Linked DNA regions of Mus musculus: region 2 is linked to region 1. A link is a contact called in public promoter capture Hi-C data. All regions are on one chromosome and are shown on one strand. Each heading gives the region's core, a stretch centred on a gene start, on an enhancer-like site or on the middle of the called end of the contact. The rest is flanking DNA. Distances are from core to core; before and after follow the strand shown. Region 1 overlaps Ccdc83 (coiled-coil domain containing 83). Region 2 holds the start of Ccdc89 (coiled-coil domain containing 89).

Region 1 (5,398 bases), core at 1,644-4,143:
CGGAATAGAGTCTTGTAGAACCAGGAGTTTCCCAGGAAGAGTACGAGGGGAGGGAATGTTCCAGAAAGACAGTAGGAATGATACCAAATTAGATCACTGTGGATTCTCAGTAAGAAGATTCGTAAGAAATACCGTCGGGGTGTAGCTCAGTGTTAGAGGTCTTGCCTGGCATGTATAAGGTCCTGGGTTCAATGTGAAGAGGAGGATTGTGGGAAAGAGGGAGAGGAAGAGAAAAAAATACATATAAGCTATTTAAAGCACATGCACACAGTGTTTCTACATATTTGTAGCTGCTGTGCATGCTACTACTGTTTGTTAATGTTTTTGAATTATTTATTTTTACTTGTAAGTTACCTGCATACATGTGTGCAGTACCTACAGAGGCCAGAAGAGGGCATCAGCCTCCCTGGCACTAGAGGTACATATGGTTGTGAGCCACAGTGTGTGTGTGTGTGTGTGTGTGTGTGTGTGTGTGTGTGTTGGGCTCTGAGGTACATATGGTTGTGAGCCACAGTGTGTGTGTGTGTGTGTGTGTGTGTGTGTGTGTGTGTGTTGGGCCCTGAGGTACATATGGTTGTGAGCCACAGTGTGTGTGTGTGTGTGTGTGTGTGTGTGTGTGTGTGTTGGGCCCTGAGGTACATATGGTTGTGAGCCACAGTGTGTGTGTGTGTGTGTGTGTGTGGCCCTGAATCCAGGTCCTCTGGAAAAGCAGCCAGTGCTTTTCAATTGGGCCATCTCCCCAGAGTTCCTTGATTTTTGACTACTTCCATCTAGTGAAAGCACTGAAGAACTATGTATTTCTTTTTCAGAGCATTACTCTGTAGCCCATACTGGCCAAGAACTATGTATCCCATGTTGGCCTTGTATTTATAGGAATCCCTTTGTGTTAGCTTCCTAAGTACGAGGATGACAAGTGCCGTCTGGATAAATGACCTTTCTAAAACAAAACAAACAAACAAACAAACAAATCCCACCAACTTTTTACAGATATAATGTCTACAAAACACTTTCTAGAAATTTAACAACTTTGACCAGGGCATTCTGGTCGCACCAAATGCTAACTGCTATGGCACCAGGGAGCGTCTCACTTGGGTATTTTGAGATCCACAAGTCTGCAGTTAATTAACTGGTCAATAAGCAGCAAATTTTCCTCTTCTAGTAGATGGATAGAAGCTTCCAGTTCTTCAACTTCCTTCTTGTGAATTGTGATCTGTTGGTGGAAGAGGGGGATGGGTGTCAGTACTTGCTGGCTTCATTCAGTGACTCCTTCCTTCTTTAGCAAACTCAACTCCTGAAAGGACGTTTGCCTGAGGGAAGGGCTATCATTTACTGTTTATTATGGGGTTTGCCTGGTCCTTCTGTGGCTAAGAAGGAATGATGGGACTGTTTTCTGGGTCACTGACAGGCGTGGCAGGCAATTATTACAGAGTGGTCGCTGTCCTTTGCAAGACTCCTGAGGCATGGCTGAACTTAGAAATAAGCAGAGGCAGACATAGGAAAACAAAATTCACTTTAGCAGTATGGCACATTGGCCAGTGAATGGGGATTGCTCTAAAGGCAACAATAAATAAGATAATGAGAACATACTGCAATAACTGGTATGTATGGTGGTACTTTAAAAAAATGACTAAAAGCCCTTTCTACTAGCACCTATATTAGAATTATATTCTTTAAACTAGGGCAGAATTGGTTCCAGGATCATTGGGTATTGCTCTGACAGACATGCTGTTTTGTGGAAGATTGTGGAAGGACTTTGGAACATTGAATTAAAAAGCCATTGAGTATTTGTAGCTTGGTGATCCGTTCGAAGGGAACTTGGAAGATAAGAATGGTGAGAGCGGGGTTGGAGAGATGGCTCAGTGGTTAAGAGCACTGACTGCTCTTCCAGAGGTCCTGAGTTCAATTCCTAGCAACCACATGGTGGCTCACAACCATCTATAATGGGATCCAATGCCCTCTTCTGGGGTGCCTGAAGACAGCTACAGTGAACTCGTGTAAATAAAGTAAAGTCTTAAAAGAAGAAAAAAGGATATTGAGAGCAACGCAGAAGATGGAGGCCTGACTTGCGAAGTTCCAGAGGGAAGGTTGGAAGCCCTGAAAATACTCTATCACAGCTGTTGCATATTTTGAGTTAAAAATCTGTGCTCTGGGTGAGGGTTGGGGGTGGGGAGAGATGTCTGGCTGCTCTTCCAGAGGATCCAGATTCAATTTCAAGCACCTACATGACAGCTCACAGCTGTCTGTGCCTCTAGTTCCAGAGGATCTGACACCCTCACACAGATATACATGCAGGCAAAACACCAATGTACATAAAAGAAAAATAAAATTCTAATTAAAAAAAAAAAAGAATCTGTGTTCTGGTTAGCTGGGGCTGAAGAATCAGCTATGGCTAACAAGAGTCCGGAACCGTGAAAGTAAACCTTTTACTTTAACTGGGACAATTGATGCTAGCCAGCTGGAGCTAAGAAATTAACAGTGATGAAGAAGAGACCAGCATCACTGAGGAGAAATCTGAATAGCGCTTCCTCAGGAACAGCACAATATAGGACACAAAGGTGAACAAGATTCAACCTTTCCCCCCAAAGACCCAGTCAACTCAGTCAACAAAGCCAGAGCTAATTAGAGAGCCTTGTGGTGTCATTGCTCAGCCTGCAGGCAGCTTCGAGCTGGAAAGGAAGACAAAACAAATGTTACTCACCTGTCTCAACCCTTCTAAGTCTATAATAAGCCCGTGGTTGGTGTTTAGGCTCAGAGATAATTAACTTGATTACAAGTTTGGATGCCTTAGATGCCTTAAAGAAAAGTTTGTTTTCAAAGGATGAGAAACACACCAGAGAGGCTGTGCAGAGAGGAAAGTGAAAGACGCAAGGCTGTGGGCTGGGCATGCGTGGGAGGTAGCACGTCGTTCTCCAGCTTTTTCCAAAGTTGGCACCATGACACCTGCGCAGGGCTTAGGCTATCTTATGACATCACTTCCCTCTTCAGAGTGCACAGCAATGTTTGCATTAATTGCTGAATCCTCTTGGCTTTTGAAGTACTAGGGAAACAAAGCCCGTAGCTTCTCATAATCGTCTTAGCGTTCTGGAGTAAGGAGCATGAAGGGAAGAAAAGGTGGGGAACCAGGCTTCTCTAAATACCTACGAAGTTCTGCTGGAGATGAGGACAGACAAGTCACACTCCGTCACCCAGGGACCTAGGGGCCTGACTAAAGTGGACGCAAGTCCCCTTGAGCCCTAAGAGATTAGAAGCCCTTTCTGAGAGTAGGAGTCTCCCCTTGTCCTGTTTCTCTGAGAGAGTGAACGTCATTTGAAAAATTCAATTGTCTTCCTTTTCCTAATGAGCATGCCAAATGAAAACACACAGCAAAAGCAATGCACCAAGCTGCTCTGAATCTTCACACACATCAATGCTCTGGGTTTTTTTGCGGAGAGAAGATGAGTGGGTGGTTCCCCGAGGTGACCGCTTAGCAACGCTTTTCAAGCCATGAGATACCTTCCTCAAGGAAATGAATCACCTTAGGTGTGTTTCTGGGCAACCCTTGGATGTAGTGATAGAACTTACAATAAGAAGTGGTTTTCATTCATTTTTTGAGGAAATTTAACCATGCCAAAATGAATATTTATTGTAATAGAAATATTAAACCTATTGAATTTCTTTAAAATGCTTTGCCCTTTTCCTCCAAGTTCTGTGAGTTAAACTTGACACTTCCCCCTTTTTTTTCCAGTGAATTATAAGAATTAAAAAAAACAAAACAAAACAAAACAAAACAACTAAATGAAACCAAACATTTGAAGCTTCATCAGGGCAACCTTTCTTATTGTCAAATATACATCTTTTTAAGTCATTTTCCTTAAATCTAAGATCTGTGACATCTTATAAATCCAGAGTTAAATAGTTATATAGGATTATACTATTATATTTAGTAAAATAATAATAAATTCCCCTAACATTATATTATTAACCCACCTTGAGTTTTAAATTATTGATTCCTTGTTTTAGCTTTATTTATTTATTTATATTTTTATTTTTTAGATAACGTCTTGTGTAGACAGGGCTAGCCTTGAACTCGCTGTATAGCCAAAGATGACCCTTAACTTCTGATCCCTGACCTCCATCTCAAAGTCTTGTGTAAATAGGAAATTCATTCTAATTATTCAGGAGTAATGGTACGAGCCCTTATTAACATGACTTTACAAAGTTAATTTGACAATTGTCAGGCTGGCACTGGTGGCACAGTCCTGCAATCCTAGCTACTCAAGAGGCTGAGGCAGGGTTTAGGTGAATGCAGAACCCAGAGCAAGTTCAAAGGTAGCCTGGCCAATGGGAAACCTTGTCTTCAAACAACAGGGGCTGGGGCTGCAGTTCTTGCCGACTATGCACAAGGCTCTGGGCTCAGTAACCAACACAGCAAAAAATCAGGTAAAATCTAAAGGAAAAGGGAAAAGGCCAGGGCTGGGGCCAGGGGGCCGAACCCTTGCCTAGTGTGCACAAGGCCCAGTTTGCTCCCTTAACACCCATCTCATACACAGTAAAGCTACTTGACAATATTGCTGAAACAGTATAGAAATTGTCTCCTAGTTTTCTAGACCCTTACTCTACTCCGACAGATGGGGGACAGGGAAGAGAATGGGACAAGCTTTAAAGTGGCGTTCTTGTTGGTTCTTATTAGTGTTTCTGGATGGATGAGGAATTTAATATTCCACAGTGGACATGTTGACTTGGGTGCCTTTAGGATATGTATGGCTCATTGTTTGAAGATCCAAGTGGCTTGGGGTTGTCATGGTTAGGTTGGCATGGCAGCAGGCCCATGGAGCAGTGGGTCACACTGCATTGTAGTCAGGAAGGCTGGGCAATGGACGCTGGTGTGCTCGGCTTGCTTACTCTTGTTTTATTCAGACTAGGACCCTAGGCCATGAAATAGTGCCCACATTCTGGATGTGTCTTCCCACCTTATATATCCCCAGGGTTATGTCTTCCAGAACATTCCAGATTTTGTCAAGTTGACGCTATTACCCATCATAATTCCAAACCTGTCAATGTGGTACACAATGTGTGTCCAGCCTACATCGCTAGAAGACCTCTGTAGAGGGGAAAGGGGAAGGAAGAGTCTGGCTTAAGGGCAGGAAAGCCAGGAAGGCATCACTTACAGAAGGGATGTGGCTAATGTGGGCCTGGAGTAGGGCAGAGGCAGACCAGCAAGCAGTGCTTAAAGACAGGACTTAGAGCCTTTCTGGATTTGGAGACTGAAAAAGACATTTCTTCAGGACTCCTAAAATCCCTTCTTGGGTGACTACATAACTGTGGTGGGGTCCTTAAGTGGGACAGGCAGAACATGGGACCAGAAGCAGTTTCAGGGAAAGAGGCAGCTGTTGTCAATTCAGGAGTTGGAGATGCCTGT
Region 2 (5,398 bases), core at 1,606-4,105, 190 kb after region 1:
GGAGTAGCATCTCTAAAGAAAATTTCTTCCCCCATTGGCTACCAACTGCCAACAGTTTCTCAGATATGGGTGGAGCTCCTTCCCTTCTGTTGTGTGACAAAACTTTCCCTGAGAAGATGCAACACACACACACACACACACACACACACACACACACACACACACACACATCTCCTTACTCCAGAGAGGGATCCCAGGACAAGCCAAAGTCCGATACCATCAGCAAACCAATGAGTTTTATTGGGATTACTTACCAGAGTATGGGGTGGGGGGGTTTACTTACAGGAGGAGAAGTGACTCAACAAAGATGGATGCATCACCAAAATCCACCCCAGCATGGGTGACAGCTCCCCAAAGGCTGGGAACCTGAAGCACACTGCACAGCCTGTAGCCTGCTCGATAGGTTGGAGAGTGTCCTTTCCATGTGGTCTGAATGTCCTTTCCATGTGGTCTGAACCTCTTCCAGGCAGCTGGACTGCTTTCTGCTTCTTCCAGACAGCTGGTCTGGTCTCAGAGTCTTCTTTGCAGTTTAGCTCAATTACTCTGGGAGTGACTGGCTGGTGAATCTGATGAGGAAAACTGTCACACAACACAGCCACATAGAAATTTTGCCTACCTTGATCCTGTGGAGGTCTCCTGAATACACTTATGACTTCATGAGTTCACACCCAGAAAGCACCCCTTGGTGTCCAGGACACACTGATTTGAAGCCGTCAAACGTCTAACTCTTGTTATCTTTCACCCCCTCTTCTGTGATGACCCGTGAGCTCTAGGGGAGACTGGGGACTGGTAATGCAGGTGCTGCCTTTAGAGCTGAGTGTTCTAGTCCTGTATTCTTCATATCTGCTGCAAGATGGTTGAGAGCTGCACTAATCAATAGGTAGGAAGATAAATGTTTAGAAGGATGTTGTATCTATGTCCACTTAACAACACAATAGTAGTAAATCCTTTCCTTAGGCCTCTAACCTACCATGCCATGGGTTCTTGTCCCAGTTGACTTCCACCTTGAGGAACAGGCCTTAAATGGAATAGCATTCATTTCATCTTTGCACTGAGGAGCACATCTGGCTGAGCTGGTCCTTATTATAGTATGCAGGGTTCACAGCTGGGTGAGAATGTTGATGTCTTTCCCCCCAGCAAGCCTACAGAGCACCTTCCAGCACTATGAAAGCTAGCCAATAAGATCAGTTTCATTTTCCATATTCTGTGACAAAAGCATGTGGTATCTCCAATAACAGGGTCTTATCAAGTCTTGGTGGGCAACTAAGAAGAATGAAGATAGCCTGGGTCGTTTTAGGAGTCTCTGGATTTTTTGATCAATAGCTTTAAGGCAAATGTCTTGTTCCTGATGCTTAGCTCTTTGTTTCATGATCTATGGCTTCTAGGGAGAAATATATATGTGTGTTTGTGTGTGTGTGTGTGTGTGTGTGTGTGTGTATTCTAATATTTATATTTTAAAAGATTATAAAATAGGTTTACTCAAACTTTTTCAAACATCCTATGTGTTAGTATTCCTCCTCCTGCACCCTCAATAAATCTTTTGAAGTTCTTTGCTTTAATTTAGAAAAAAAATCTATCGATTTTGATGTTACAGAAGTTAATTTGTACTTAACAAAATACATTTTTAAATGTGGAAAAACTATTCAATAAAGATCTCTGAATATCTGTTATGTGTGTGGGCCTTAGGTAGGTAGGGAGGGAGGGAGACAGTTATTCCAACCCGGAGAAACAACTGATGTTAATATTTTGAGAGTTTTTCCTGTTCTTAGAAAATATATTTTATAATTTCAGTTTGTTATATCACATAACCATATAAGGTAATCAACAAATACAATGTTCACTATATGTAAAACAAGAAGAGACACATTCAAATTTTCTGGTCATTTGCTCTTTATATTCTGGATGAAAGTCAGTTAAGAGTGTCTATGCTAACTAAAAGTGCTTTAACTGTATTGAGAGCCAGTAACTGTCCTTGTGGGGAGCTGTTTGTTTGAAATAATCTGAAGAAGAAGGAGGAGGAAGAGGAGGAGGGGGAGGAGGAGGAGGAGGAGGAGGAGGAGGAGGAGGAGGAGGAGGAGGAAGAAGAACCTTGTGCAAAGCTTCTGCCATCTACCTCATAATAATTAAGAAGCTTGGAATCTAAATATCCAAAAGAAACAGCTAATTGAGCATTATCATGTTTAAAGGGAAATCATAATTAATGAGAATTATATCCATTTATTTTTACTGACTTTGGTGGATGAAATACCATCTAATTTTTGCTTGCATTTGTTGGATCATTCTTGAGATTCATTGCTCAGCTGTTTCTGTCTCGTTTTTAAAATGTATTTATTTATTTCTCTTTCAACATGGTGCTCTATTAATGCTTCTAAGGTTTTTATTAATATGTCAATCTTATCTGACACTTTTATACACACTCGACTATCACTCTTGGCGTCTTGTCAAACAGACTTGTATCTCCATGTTTCCAGTGTGCAAGGCACAAGTGTAATCAACCATCATGGGGTGTGTTGTTGTTTTGGTTTGGTTTTTGGTTTTTGTTTCTGATTTGATTGCATCTGTATTGTTCATTGCGTTTCTGTCTGTCCATTTATTTTCCCAATAGATAAACAGGAGGATTGAGTGTCTAACTAAAGGTGTCCACTCCCAAAGATAAGGTTAGAGTTAAGGGAAACAAAAGAAATTTCATTTATAGCAGCTGAGCTAAGACTTGGGTCCAGACTCTCCTTTGTGTGCACCCATGGCGAATTGTTTCTATAGACAGCAGTTTCTTTTCAGAATAAAGAGCAGAGTAAGTCACTGTAAGCTTACTTTGTTTACTCTTATGAGAAATCAGGATTTGTAGAGAATAGGAAGCTGACTTTGTGGAAGGCTTATGTCTTTGCGGCACAGGCGGGACAGTGGCAGTGAACTAAGAACTGTGATTGGTTTAAACGACATGCGTAGCCTGACCAGATTGGCCCTGAACTCCCCCTATTACCTCACTGCGTTCTGCAGGCCTGTCCACCAATTATAGGACTCCTTACTGGAAAAACCAACCGCTGGAGAGTGCCAAGCGTCCATAGCAACGCCCCTTTGAAATCAGAAGGGGGAAAGACTGAAGTCAGTTCTCCCGCAGAGCGCGTCTATGCCGCAGGAGGAGAAGACTCTTAGGATGGATACCCCACCCCCCGACGAGATCTTAGGAAAACAAAACGAAAACCTGCAAAACCAGGATGAGGAATTGGGGTTTAAGGAAATGGACGGTCTGAGAGAAGCTTTGGCCAACCTTAGGGGACTGTCTGAGGAGGAGAAGGGCGAGAAGGCAATGCTTCGCTCCCGCATCCAAGAGCAATCCCAGCTCATCTGCATCCTGAAACGCAGATCCGACGAGGCCCTGGAACGCTGCCAGATCTTAGAACTGCTCAACTCGGAGCTGGAGGAGAAGAGGCTGCAGGAGATGGAGAAGTTGAAGGCCCAGAGTGAGCACATCCAAAAGCTGGAGAATCACTTCATGATCCTGGCATCCAACCACGAGCAGATGATTCGCTTCAAGGATGCGCACAAGAGTGAAAACGTCAAGCTGAAAGAGGAGAATGCGAGGCTGAGGCAGGAAAACAACAGCCTCTTCAGCCAGGCTCTGAAAGACCAGGAGGCTAAGGTACTGGAGCTCACTACACTCAACAAGGCCCTGGTGGAGGAACTGGAGGTCTTGAAACAGAGATGCGCTCACGAAGCTAGCCAGGCTCAGGCCCGAGAGGAGGAGCTGCTGGGCCTGCAGAACCAGCAAGCCTGTGACCATGCCAAGGAGACCGAGGAGCTGCGCAGCCAGCTGCAGAGCATCAAACAGCAACACCAGCAGGCCACGGAACAGATGGGAAAGGAGCAAGAGGCTAATCTCAACCTGAACCAGGAGCTGCAGGCCAGGCTGCAGACTGTCCTGCGAGAGAAAGAGGAGCTGCTGCAGCTGTCCATGGAGAGAGGCAAGGTGCTTCAGAACAAACAGGCTGAGATCCGCCAGCTTGAGGAGAAGTTGGAGACAGCAGCCATGGCTAAGAAGCATGCGCTGGAACGCTTTGAGCAAGAGGCAGTGGCCGTTGATAGCAACCTGAGAGTTCGCGAGCTTCAGCGCAGGGTAGATGGGATCCAGAAAGCTTATGATGAGCTGCGTCTGCAATCAGAAGCCTTCAAAAAGCACAGCCTGGATCTCTTAAGCAAAGAGAGAGAGCTTAATGCCAAACTCCGCCATCTCTTTCCATAAGAGAAATTGTGCTTCCTGTGGTCTCCAGTCAATATTTCAAGTCCATGTGCCTTAGATTTATGGCAAAAGCAAAGATAATTCATTTACTATACTTTTAAGTACAAAAACTACTTTACTATGACGTTGTTGTTGTTACTGTTGCAAAGTTAATGTTAATTTTCAGTTACACCCACTAGAACACATTTAAGATTAACCAGTGTTCCCCGCTGTACCTTCAAAGGTTTCTTAAGATTATCCGTATCTTCTACCTCATAACTCACTCATTCTCAGCCTCAGACATCTTCCTATAGATAGCTTGAAAAGATGTATGATTTAATGGATCCTAAAATAAACATGCTATCGTGGGGGAAAAAAGGGAAGACACAGCCCCATTAGCCATTGCAGAACAATAGGCTTACAACACTGTAGGTGGGCGTATAAACAAACAGAAGTCAGCATGGTAGGACAAAAACTTCTCAGCAAAAAGGCTCTAATTGGATCTGATTTTGTATTAGCTTGGCAAAGCAAAAGTTTGATCATTCACTTGTGTGCCAAAGTGTAAAAGCTAGCTCTGATACATTCATTCTATTGAGCATTAAGATTCAAGTTCGTTACATCAACCAATTCTAATATTTTCTGCAAGTCTATCTTACTTCCACTTTCTTGGTTTTTCTCCTTAATAACTGAGAGGATTTAGACATTCTCTATTGAGACTATTTTACAATATGCTAATAGGCAAAAAAATTACCTCAATTTAAGGTAACTAGTCATAGCAGATTTTGGTAGCAGCTCATAAATTGTTTTCTGTTTCTGTCAATACATTTTGTGTAATTTTGTGTTTTAAAAGTCCAAGCTGAATGCGTATATGTGTACTTATGGCATTCTTTGTAGGAATAATTCAGTTTTGTAAAAGTAGCTATTTAACAGAGTTAAATGTAGATTAATGTAAAGTTCCTAAGGAAGTAAAGTTATCAAGTTAATTCCTAGAATATAATTTATTTTCTTATTTCTCCTATATTTAGTCATTGTTATATGCAATTATGAATACCTATAAGATAGATTATAGCATAGCAATTTTCTCATTCACTTGGTGCCAGGAACATCAAAAGTTACATAGCAAGTTTGATTTACTTAAAAGAACTATTACTTGGGGGCTTTCTTTGCCTGTTCTTGTTAGTT

The links. Promoter capture Hi-C pulls out the DNA fragments that hold promoters and counts their contacts.
Region 2: a promoter capture Hi-C map of trophoblast stem cells shows a contact between it and region 1, with 2.4 times the contacts expected there. The contact joins the promoter of Ccdc89 here to the enhancer-like site in region 1. A contact is called at or near these places in 3 of 39 promoter capture datasets (the C10 cell line, HPC-7-derived erythroid cells and trophoblast stem cells), 1 of 115 datasets of contacts at active chromatin or transcription factors (stem cell-derived neural progenitor cells) and 2 of 9 other capture datasets (embryonic stem cells and liver).

What each region holds. Positions count from the first base shown.
Region 1 is chr7:90,228,703-90,234,100 of GRCm38.p6, forward strand. Ccdc83 (coiled-coil domain containing 83) reads right to left here. Exons shown (of 11, transcript NM_183293.1): 8 at 1,089-1,210. Among named protein-coding and RNA genes, the nearest start is that of Ccdc83, 34 kb to the right of the region's middle. Within about 2 kb of position 2,894, at least 9 of the 459 cell types and tissues checked have an H3K27ac peak or open chromatin away from gene starts, as enhancers often do. A contact at or near this core is called in trophoblast stem cells, where this site is marked.
Region 2 is chr7:90,423,457-90,428,854 of GRCm38.p6, forward strand. Ccdc89 (coiled-coil domain containing 89) reads left to right here and starts at 2,856. Exons shown (of 1, transcript NM_027298.1): 1 at 2,856-5,208. The coding sequence starts at 3,128. The coding sequence ends at 4,240.